3 separate regions of the Mus musculus genome follow, and all the other regions are linked to region 1. A link is a contact called in public HiChIP or PLAC-seq and promoter capture Hi-C data. All regions are on one chromosome and are shown on one strand. The core of a region is the stretch at or near the end of the contact, and the rest is flanking DNA. Distances in the headings are between cores, read along the strand shown. Region 1 holds the start of Apela (apelin receptor early endogenous ligand). Region 2 holds the start of Npy5r (neuropeptide Y receptor Y5). Region 3 holds the start of Naf1 (nuclear assembly factor 1 ribonucleoprotein).

Region 1 (3,690 bases), core at 636-3,135:
GCAACTCTTACACTTTTACATCACTGTAAGTCATGATACCGTCACAAACTAGGGCTACCTGTGTGTAGCTGAGTTGGGTCAGGGGGAGTTGGTGGGGGAAGCTCGAGGGCGAGGGCGCAGGGGGGAGGCGGGAGGGCGGGGGCAAAAGGGGAGGGGGAAGGCGCGGGGGGGGGGGCGGGGGCGGGGCGGGGCGGGGGCGCGGGGACAGGAATACCTCATGGGAAGGGCACTCGAGAATGAAGTGGAATGCATCTCCTGCGAAAGCAGTTGTGTCTGTATAGTTTTCTTCTCCTGGGAAAGTTAACTGAAGAAAGGAGAAATAAGGTCAGTTTTAAAAAGGAGAAAGGGGCAGCATCTGCACAGCAAAACCGTTCTGAGGTCGTTTGTTATCCCTTCATCCGAGATTAAGCGGTAAACAAATCACTTGGCTACACAGACACGCAGGTACATTCCTTCTGCCCGTGTTGGCAGTAAGACCTCGGCCGTGGCAGCCTTCTGGACATATTTCTTACACCCAATTCTCACACTTCTTTAAGGAATTAATGTAAGTTGTTTTACAAGAACACCGTCCAGGATACTCTATATTTTAGAAAACTAGAGATCCGAATTTTATTTTTTGGATTGAGTAGCGATTACTATAGGCAGTAAAGAAGGACCTTGTAACTTTTTTTCCCCTTATGTATGTAAAAAGAATGATTTGAATAACCTCAGAGCAATCAAAGTCCTAATTAAAAGCAGCGGCTGACTTTTCAGCCAAGACACTCCATCTTCCGTCTAACTAAAGGAACATTTTATCACGTCTGTACTGACACCCTTGGATAATGACTATTGTCATCTTTTGGTTGAAACTTGACCCTTCAACTTTATGTGTCAGAAAACTTAACGCTGACAACATACCTTTTACAGTTTTGCCTTAAACGTCATAATGATAAAAAAACCAAACAGTAATAAACAAACAAATAAACAAAACCTTGTCTTGTGTAATTAAATAACCAGAGATGGCAGGCAGTCAGTGGGCCAGTTTTATCATTTTACATTGTTACATCATGATTTTGGCTACCTCAACTTACAATGCCCTCCTCCAATCAGCAACATGCATGCTCTCTTGATAATCTGCTTAGATTTTGCATGTTACCTAAAAAAAAATCTAGGTTTATTAGTAGACCAACATTCTCCCATCTATTTACTTGTATGGATAATAGTTTTGAGAATTATTTTCTTGGAAAAATAATTGTAAAATACATAACAATATTTTAAAATGTCCAAATAGTATCCCACAATGAGATTGCTAAATGTACTTCAGAAATCCTATATATTTTCCTCAGTCCTATTAACTGTAAGTATACCCAAATAGTTCTCAGCATAAGCACATTTAGAGACCCAGAAGCACAAACAGGCAAACAAACAAGTTACCCTAGCCAGTTATTTCAAAAACCTACCTGGTTTCTGTTCACTGATAAAAAGGAGACTCATGGCAAAAATAAAAAATACCCAAAAAAGGGGCTGGAATCGCATCTTTTCTTTTCTTTCTCTTTTTTCTTTTCTTCTTTTTCTTTCCTTTTGTTTTTCTTTTTTCTTACACGCAAGTGAACAATAGCTCTTCAAGTAGAGAAATCGTCTGTAAATCGCAGTATCTGTCCGGCTCACCCCACATCCTATGGCCAGAACTCAGAGGGCTGCCAGCTGCCTTTTCCTGAAAAGGTTAATGATCACATCAGACAAGGTTACTGGTACTCCAGAGCTCCCAAGCCTCAAGCCCCTCCTCCATCCCTCTCCGCGGCTCCCTGCCACTCCCCCTTATTTCCATAAGCAAATATTGGTGAAATGGACCATTCAGGCACGCAGTAACTTAAGCGGGAAGTCTCTGCAAAGCTCCAAGGAGAGTCACTCCAATTCAATCTGTTTACGAAGAACTATGCAAAACGAAGCATTGCCTGCCTCCGCTCCCCTCCATTGCAATCTGTTTAAGCTTTGCATTGCCCATATTGATCCCACATGCAGGAAGCAGTGGAGAGGACGGGAAGTCTCCCTTGTGTCCTCTTGCAGAAGGAATGCTAGAGCTCTAACTGAGGGATTCCCAAATGCTTTGTATGGACTCTGGGTTGGAGCGCTTCCTCTTTGCCAGAGTTACTACAAAGTAGCGCCTATTTATATTAAATCTCCAAATGGCTTAATGTGTGTGGGTTCCCACCATCAGAGATTCCTGGAGTTTAGAAGGTTCAGAAGTAAATCTGTGAAATGTTTATCTTTTCATTTAAGTGCAATTTAAGAAGTGATGAAGGTCATTTTCATCTGCAAACATTCAAGAGTTTTTCAAAGGGAGTTCAGGCAAGCCACAGACATAAAATGCTCTGCTGTAAACTTGTAAGTGGTGGCGTGTCAGGTAAACGTCACCGGCACGGAGACCAGATTGCAGATGGAGAAAGAATGTTGTAGCTGGTTTCTAAACAGTCAGAAGAAACAAAAGGAGTCTAGTTTTTGTCTTGCACATCCACCCGCATCTCCTGTCTGAGGGCTTTCTTACCTGTAATACAAGACTGTTGGATCTGAGAAGTATTGTAATTATTCTAATGAAGAAGGCTATGTAGCTATACTCTGACAGATAAGTAGACCCAAGCACATGTAAGCGGTTGTGAATTGTCAGGAATTTTGTTCCATTTTGGCATCTTTAAAGTCAGGTGGTGGTCACACACAATCTTGGGCTTCTTAAGGTTTGAAATGCAAAAATTATTTTGATTTTACAAATTAGTCTGTACAATTCCATATCTGCCTAGCTATTCCAGATTATACAGAACTTTAAAAAATTCTTAAAAAAATTTTTTTTAATTATTTAATTATTAAATGTGGTGGCACCTATCTTTAATCCCAGCACTCAAAAGACATAGGCAGGCATATCTCTGTGAGTTCCAGGACAGCCTGGTCTACATAGCAAGTACTGGTACAGCCAAGGCTATATAAGAGAGTAACCCTATCTCAAAAATAGATGATAGAAGATAGATAGATAGATAGATAGATAGATAGATAGATTTTATTTATTTATTTATTTATTTACCTGCATGTATGTCTGAGCACCGTGCGTATGCAGTGCCCACAGAGTCCAGAAGAGGACATCAGGTCCCCTGAGCTGTAGTTACAGGCAGTAGTGAGCCCCTGTGTGTGTGCTGGAATGAACTCAGGTCCCCTGACAGAGCAGCACCTGCTCTTAACTGCTGAGCCATTTCTCCAGACCTGTTTTATAGTTATTGTTGTTGGGCTTTTTGTTTGTTTTTAAAAGAAATTTTAAGGTATAAGCCAGATGTGGTAGCACACACCTTTAATCCCAGTATTCAGGAGGCAGAGGCAGGTTAATCTGAGAATCTGAGGCCAGCTTGGTCTGCAGAGCAAGTTCCAGGACAGCCAAGTCTACACAGAGAAATGCTGTCTCAAAACAAGAAACAAACACCAAAAAACCCCACCAAAAACAAAAACAAAGAACTGTGTGTATGTGTGTGTGTGTGTGTCTGTCCAAGGAGGTAAGAAGAGGGCGTTGGATCCCCTGACACTGGTACAGAGAACACAGTTCATACCGTCAGGAAGAGTAGTAAGTACTCTTAACGACCAAGCTGTATTTTAAGCCCTAGTATAGTCTTTTATAGTTGAAATAATGGCCTTAGCTAAACAGCAAGTGTTGATTTAAGGGAAATTCTCATG
Region 2 (3,368 bases), core at 405-2,904, 1.7 Mb after region 1:
ACCTTTCTCACGGTCACAAGTTCCACCTGGCATGCTGGAATGTTCCCAAGGAACACTGTGTGTGTGTGTGTGTGTGTGTGTGTGTGTGTGTGTGTGTGTGTGTGTGTGTGTACTGTGTGTGTGTGTGTGTACTGTGTGTGTGTGTGTGTGTGTACTGTGTGTGTGTGTGTACTGTGTGTGTGTGTACTGTGTGTGTGTGTGTGTACTGTGTGTGTGTGTGCTCGTGCGCATGCGCGCGCGTTCATTGTGAGGATTTCCTGTAATTTTCTTATAAATTGGTCTGTATGGAACGCCAAGACAAGTGAAGTCTGAATAAACTTTAAAGCTTTTGAGAGCGGAGCTGAGTTAAGTTCTTTCTTTGACTAAGGGGAGAAAGGACAGTGAGCCAAGCTTAGAGAGAGACGGGTCTTTGCACTTAAATAAGGTTTCACTCTTAGGTTAATTCCCTGCTTAATAAAAATATGTATCATTCTCGCAAAAGATGCCAACCATGCAGAAGAATCGGATACATGTAGTTCTGCCTGTTTGCTGTGGCTTTGCAGCGATGGCACAATTCCATGACTCCACGTAGTGTGTGTTGTTCTGCAAGGCAAAATTCTGCAAAAGATGGCCCTGGACAAATAAGCACAGTACTCTTCAGCTACCGAGCATGCAGTACCCACCACCCTTCTCCTTATTCTAGATTCTTAACAGCAGGTCTCTCTCTCTCCTCTCTCTCTCTCTCTCTCTCTCTCTCTCTCTCTCTCTCTCTCTCTCTCTCTCTCTCTCTCTCTCTCTCTCCCTCCCTCTTCTTGAGACATCTGGAATTTGAAATGCACCCAGTCTTGGGCACAAGCTTACATCAAACCTTCATTTTCTTTTTCTTTTTCTTCTTTTGGCTTCCATCTAACAGTATGTTCTTTGAATAGCTGTACTATAGGTCTGTAAACTTACAGATAAGAATTCCTTTTTACCCCCTTGGAACTCAGGTGTGTGGATGGCTATTTCCTGCTAGCAGTTGACTTACAAGCCACCTTGCAAACCCAAGTGCACAGCTGTCTCCCTGTGTGTGGCCAGCTGTGGGACATGAAGGCAGCTGAATCGCCGCATCCTGGACATAGCCAGAGCTCAGCTAGGGCTGACAACCTGAGTGGGCACCCCGTGGGTTGTGGTTCCCTTACCTCAGACGCCCACCGAGCTGTACCCCGCGTTCCCCTAAGCCAAAGCGGGGACTGAGCTTCGTCCATCCCTCCTTCCCATACTAGGGACCCTCCCGGGACAATCTGATAGGGTCTGGCAAGAACCTGCTCCTCTGTGAGTTTGGCACCAGAGGGACCTGCCAGACTAGGAAGGATTCAACTGCAACCGTTTCCCCCGCTCTCCCTTCCCGCCGCCTGACAACTGCGGTTTCTCCACCTCCATCCCCTTTCTCAATCAGGCTGCCTCCCGGTCCGCAACCCACCCTCTTGGAAACCACAAGATGCTCCAGAACCCAGGATAGGGACGTGGGCTTCTCGTAGGGGCAGGCGAGGCCTGGAGTGGGTACCTCGGGATGCCCTGGCCGCTGCGGGTGCCTGGACTCCGGGGTACGCGGCTGAGTGCGGTCGCTTCTGCTTGAGATGGAAGCGGTGGCAGCAGGAGCAGGACCTGGAGGCGGCGGTGGGAAGGAGGGGCCCCGGAGCCGCCAGGGTTTTAGAAGAGCCTCGGGAACACGTGACAGTCCCTGAGACCCCGGACACCCGGCTCAAGATCGCCTGTTCCTGGCCTCCATAGTCCAATTTAGGTACATCCCGGTGCCCGTGTGTCTGTTTGGAGGCCCCGGGCAGCCGCTCTAGGGCTACAGGATGCATCCCCACTACCCTGTTCTCTAGTTGCAGGAGTTAACTTAGGGGTCCCACGGATGGTTGTCTTTCCTATCCTCAACCCCATAGTGGCTTCTATGAGAGTAGGCGTTTTTTTCCGATAGCTTTTGTGAGAAAAACCTTCAAGGTCCATGTTTTCTTTATGAGAGGGGGGAAAATATCACAAAATCCCAAACAGAACATCTTCTTGCCTTTCTAACATAAAGAAGTCTGGGTGAGAAATTGACCTAAACCTGCAGGGAACAGGCTGTGATGAAGCGTGCAAAATAGACAATAGGATCAACTCCTACTCTAAGGGGTAGTAGTGTGTGGGTGTGAGCGAGGGACATGGAGCAGAGGGAGCTGGGAAGTGGGGGTGAAATGGAGTCAGCCCTTCTTGGAAGCTTTCCGTATCAAAACGCGTGAGTGTGTATGGGAGGGGGCAGGGGGCAGCGGTGTTTTGTCATCTTTCAAAAACATAAAGACAACCTAAGGAAATGAACAAATAGAAACAAATAAAACCCTGTCCTGTTGCACCAAAGCTTGATTTTCATTTTTAAGATTGACAGATCTGTATCCTTTTGTGCAAGATTGTCACAGTATTTGGCCAATCCTCGGTTGGCCTGCCATAACAACAGTGTATTTCCTACACCATCACGATTACAGTGCTTAGCATTGCCTGAACTGTAACCCCAAGGCACTGTGTCGACTGAAGAGGACTTTGGTCCCTTGACTTTTATCCCATGCCCCTGGGGCAGCACTTGCTGTGTCTCAAAGGTCAGAAGATATTTGCCTGTTTCTGCTAATTTAGCAGTCAGTACTCAAGGAAACTGTAGTGTATGCCGTTCCCTCAGCCCAAGGAATCCAAGAACTTCAAAAGGGCTTCAAGAAAATATCATCTGATTCTACTGGGCTTCATTTCAGAATCACTATATTTGTCCCAATATTTGAACACAGAAGGTACCTGTGCAGGGTCCTGGGATCCTGCAGTGAGGGAAGAGAGGAGACTGGCTTTTAATAAACAAAAGCTTAGCAAACAAGGGATTGGTCCTAGGCTTTCTTTTTTTGGTTTGGTTTGGTTTGGGTTTTTCAAGACAGGGTTTCTCTGCATAGCCCTAGCTGTCCTGGAACTCACTTTGTAGACCAGGCTGGCCTCAAACTCAGAAATCCTCTTGCCTCTGCCTCCCAAGTGCTGGGATTAAAGGTGTGCACCACCACACCTGGCCCATCTTAGGCTTTCTTAATGTCAGCTATTGTGCAGTTCACACACTATATGTTGCCAGGTGGGTATTTATTCTCCTGTCCCTTGCAGTCTGACACACACCCTTCCAAATGCACAGTGAGTTTTCAAACAGCTTCTTAGAGACACCCGTGGTGGATGTCTTCCCAAAAATATAGCTGTGCTACATACTCTTGTCTATCCCATGTCAAAAATACAAGTTTTTTCCTTTTCCACACATTTGCTCTTAGCGCTATGTTGAAAAGAATGGCTCATATGGCACTGAGATGATTCTGAACTTGCCTGTTTTCATTTCCTCCCTAAACACA
Region 3 (3,438 bases), core at 664-3,163, 1.8 Mb after region 1:
AGCATTTTTTCAACTTCTCCAGTTTTACAGGTGTCTTAATCAGGGTTTCTATTCCTGCACAAACATCATGACCAGGAAGCAAGTTGGGGAGGAAAGAATGTACTCAGCTTACACTTCCATACTGCTGTTCATCACTAAAGGAAGTCAGGACTGGAACTCAAGCAGGTCAGGAAGCAGGAGCTGATGCAGAGGCCATGGAGGGATGTTAGTTACTGGCTTGCTTCCCCTGGCTTGCTCAGCTTGCTTTCTTATAGAACCTAAGATTACTACCAGCCCAGGCATGGCACCACCTACGAGGTGTCCTCCCCCCTGTATCACTAATTGAGAAAATGCCTTAAAACTGGATCCCATGAAGGCATTTCCTCCTTTCTCTGAGATAACTCCAGCTTGTGTCAAGTTGACACAAAACCAGCAAGTACAATAGATAACATCAACTTCTTTGTTCTTTCCTAGGTCACAAATTTTCTAGTACCTTGTTAAGGTCTTAAGATTTTGAATTGTCATTTATTCTACCTCATTGACTTAACCCCTAGTTTAGACTGCAATCATCTAATTTCTGAAAAAAATATAACATTTTGCTGCCCACAGAAATATTCTAAATAACATGTTGTCTCTTCTAAAATTCAGCTGTGTATCTCTACATATCAGTCATTATCAATGATACATATTATTCATAAATCCATGCTTTGGTTCACTTTGCAGGGGTATCTGTACAATGAATGCATGCTAGACAAGTCTTGCTTCTCTATACCATCTTATTTAATGTTCTATAAACTAAATGAGATAGTATTTTTGTCTGTATTCTACAGGTAAGTAAGATTTAGTTACACCCGGTTGCATATTTCAAGAAAAATGATAGAATTGGGGTTTTAGGATATGAGTATTTACTTGGGAAATATTGCCTTAGTACCTACCGTCTTGGATTTCTATTTCATCTGGAAGGGTTTCCAGGACACAGCCCACCAATTTTAACTTTCCATTGTTGTGCCTTTGAACAGTCTATTCTATACTTCAATTCTCTGCCAAGGATTCACCTTTGCTTTTAAAACTCACATTGGATTGTAAGCATTGTAATGTGCAGGAATGCCTGGATTGCTTCTTCTTTTACTTTAACTGAGAGTCTTCTATGGAGCTCCTACAATCAATTGTCAGTAAATAACATATAAAATTTTACATAGTCCTTCATGAATATGTATGCCTACTAAGTTGTTGCAATATTATTAGGTGAGACATTGATGCATCAAATTGAAGACCCAGAAAACCAGAAAAGTTTGATCTTTTCCTAAATCTTCTTTTGTAGTCTTGGCCTGTCCTGGAACTAGCTCAGTAGACCAGGCTGGCATCAAAATCACAGAGATCCACCTACCTCTGCCTCCTGAGTGCTGGGAATAAAAGCATGCACCAACACCTGGCGATAACTCCCCAAGTCTTAAGAACTTGGTGCTTGAGTGCCTTACAATCTGACGAAAAGATCTCCAGATTAAAATGCTACATTTTAGAGTCACCCCACACTTCCTATGAAGCAGCATCAACTATGATATAGCCCTGCCATAACATTATCAGTAAAATCCTTTACAACTCTTGTCTTTTCAATATACTGGAGAAAGAAAAGTATTGTTTTTTCTCTCACGGTGAGAATGTAAATGTGGTTTTATTTTCATTTAACTTTCAAGATAAATTACTAAAAGCGTCTTTTGAAGACGTTCTGACTCAAGATTCTCAAGTACAGAAACTAGTACTATAATCCTCATTCATTCCCACCACGCCTGGAAGCCCTCGCTTTAGTGAGCAGCACAGTTCACCAGAAGCAGTGAACTTGGCGGACTTAGGACCGCGCGGAAGCCAAGTTTCCTCCATAGTTGGAATCCTTCAGCCCCTGGGAACCGGCGTCTCGTTCATGACGTCACCGGCCCTCCCGGAAGTCCCGTGAATGATGCCGGGGGCGTGTCCTCAGGTCGGTCCGCGTGCGGTTACCTGAGAAACGCGCGGGCTTCAGCGTGGCCGAGTTGGCTAGCTTGGCTTCTGAGGAGACCCTCGCGCTGCTCTGCGGCCCGGGCGGCGCCATGGAGGTGGTGGAGGCCGCCGCGCAGCTGCAGACGCTCAAGTTCGGCGGCTCCGGCCAGGGGTCGGCAGCACCGCAGCCACCTGAGGATCGCCGGGAGGCCCCGCCGCCGGGGGTGCAGCCGCCGCCGCCAGCCCCGAGCTCGGATCCCGGCGGAAGACCACCGCCGCTGCCAGCCCCGAGCTCGGATCCCGGCGGAAGACCACCGCCGCTGCCAGCCCCGAACTCGGATCCCGGCGGAAGACCACCGCCGCTGCCAGCCCCGAGCTCGGATCCCGGCGGAAGACCACCGCCGCTGCCAGCCCCGAACTCGGATCCCGGCGGAAGACCACCGCCGCTGCCAGCCCCGAGCTCGGATCCCGGCGGAAGACCACCGCCGCTGCCAGCCCCGAACTCGGATCCCGGCGGAAGACCACCGCCGCCGCCAGCCCCGAGCTCGGATCCCGGCGGAAGACCACCGCCGCCGCCAGCCCCGAACTGGGATGCGGGCGGAAGACCACCACCGCCGCCAGCCCCGAACTCGGATCCCGGCGGAAGACCGACTCCGCCGCTGCCAGCCCTGAACTGGGATGCGGGCGGAAGACCACCGCCGCCGGGCGGGGCCTGGGTCACCGGCCGGAACGCCGCGGAGCCGCCGCCAGTGCTGCAGGCCTCGGACTCCTCGGACTCGGATTCGGACAGGTCGAGTGCACGAGAGGCCGGAGGGGGGCCGGGGACACGGGGCCTGGGGAGCGGGGCGCGCGGGCGTGCTCTGCGGGGCGGCGCAGCCGAGCTCCGTGCCACGTGCTCTCTGGGAGCTGGGACCCCGGGCTCGCCGGAGTGCTTCCCATGGTCCCAGCTACTTCTAGGAGTTCCCGCTTCCTTTCCAAACGTGATAGTCCCCAAAGTTACACGTGAAGTTAGTCACATGTTTGCAGTGTAGAAGCCTCGACGTTGGTAGATTATTTGTAAAATTACTCTGCTATGTTATTACCATAGGAACTCAGTTTAACATGTGCATTGGGGTTAGAAATTCTGACTCTTGTTTCAGTTCAGAATTGCTACGTTTTTCGTCGAGACTACTTTTTTGAGACCTCAGGAGTTAAGGGTCAGGAACAGGATTACCTTATGTTTCAAACTTCATTGCCCCCCTTTCCAGCGAGGATCTGGTGTAGCCCAGACTGGTCTGTAGCCTGGGAGGCTGACGTTGAACTCCTTGGTCCTCCTGTCTCCACCCTCCCAAGTGCAGGGTTGTACAACCATCCACTACTGTTCTCTACAAGTTGCTTCTTGACAGTTAATGGTATTCTGTAGACTCTTCATAGGGAGCTGGGTTCTATGAAATTTGCAAACCAGTTTCTTGGTATTTGGGGCTCTGTGCTTTACACAGACATTTC

What was found. Promoter capture Hi-C pulls out the DNA fragments that hold promoters and counts their contacts. HiChIP or PLAC-seq counts read pairs in DNA pulled down with a chosen protein or histone mark.
Region 2: a promoter capture Hi-C map of hippocampal neurons shows a contact between it and region 1, with 4 times the contacts expected there. The contact joins the promoter of Npy5r here to the promoter of Apela in region 1. A contact is called at or near these places in 3 of 39 promoter capture datasets (hippocampal neurons, liver and pre-B cells) and 1 of 115 datasets of contacts at active chromatin or transcription factors (pancreatic cancer cells).
Region 3: an H3K27ac HiChIP or PLAC-seq map of embryonic stem cells shows a contact between it and region 1, with 3 times the contacts expected there. The contact joins the promoter of Naf1 here to the promoter of Apela in region 1. A contact is called at or near these places in 1 of 39 promoter capture datasets (hippocampal neurons) and 5 of 115 datasets of contacts at active chromatin or transcription factors (astrocytes, embryonic forebrain, embryonic stem cells and 1 more).

What each region holds. Positions count from the first base shown.
Region 1 is chr8:65,035,451-65,039,140 of GRCm38.p6, forward strand. Apela (apelin receptor early endogenous ligand) reads right to left here and starts at 1,886. Exons shown (of 4, transcript NM_001297554.1): 1 at 1,831-1,886; 2 at 1,440-1,693; 3 at 215-304. The coding sequence starts at 1,515. The coding sequence ends at 216.
Region 2 is chr8:66,686,440-66,689,807 of GRCm38.p6, forward strand. Npy5r (neuropeptide Y receptor Y5) reads right to left here and starts at 1,655. Exons shown (of 2, transcript NM_001358958.1): 1 at 1,442-1,655.
Region 3 is chr8:66,858,304-66,861,741 of GRCm38.p6, forward strand. Naf1 (nuclear assembly factor 1 ribonucleoprotein) reads left to right here and starts at 1,914. Exons shown (of 8, transcript NM_001163564.1): 1 at 1,914-2,743. The coding sequence starts at 2,064.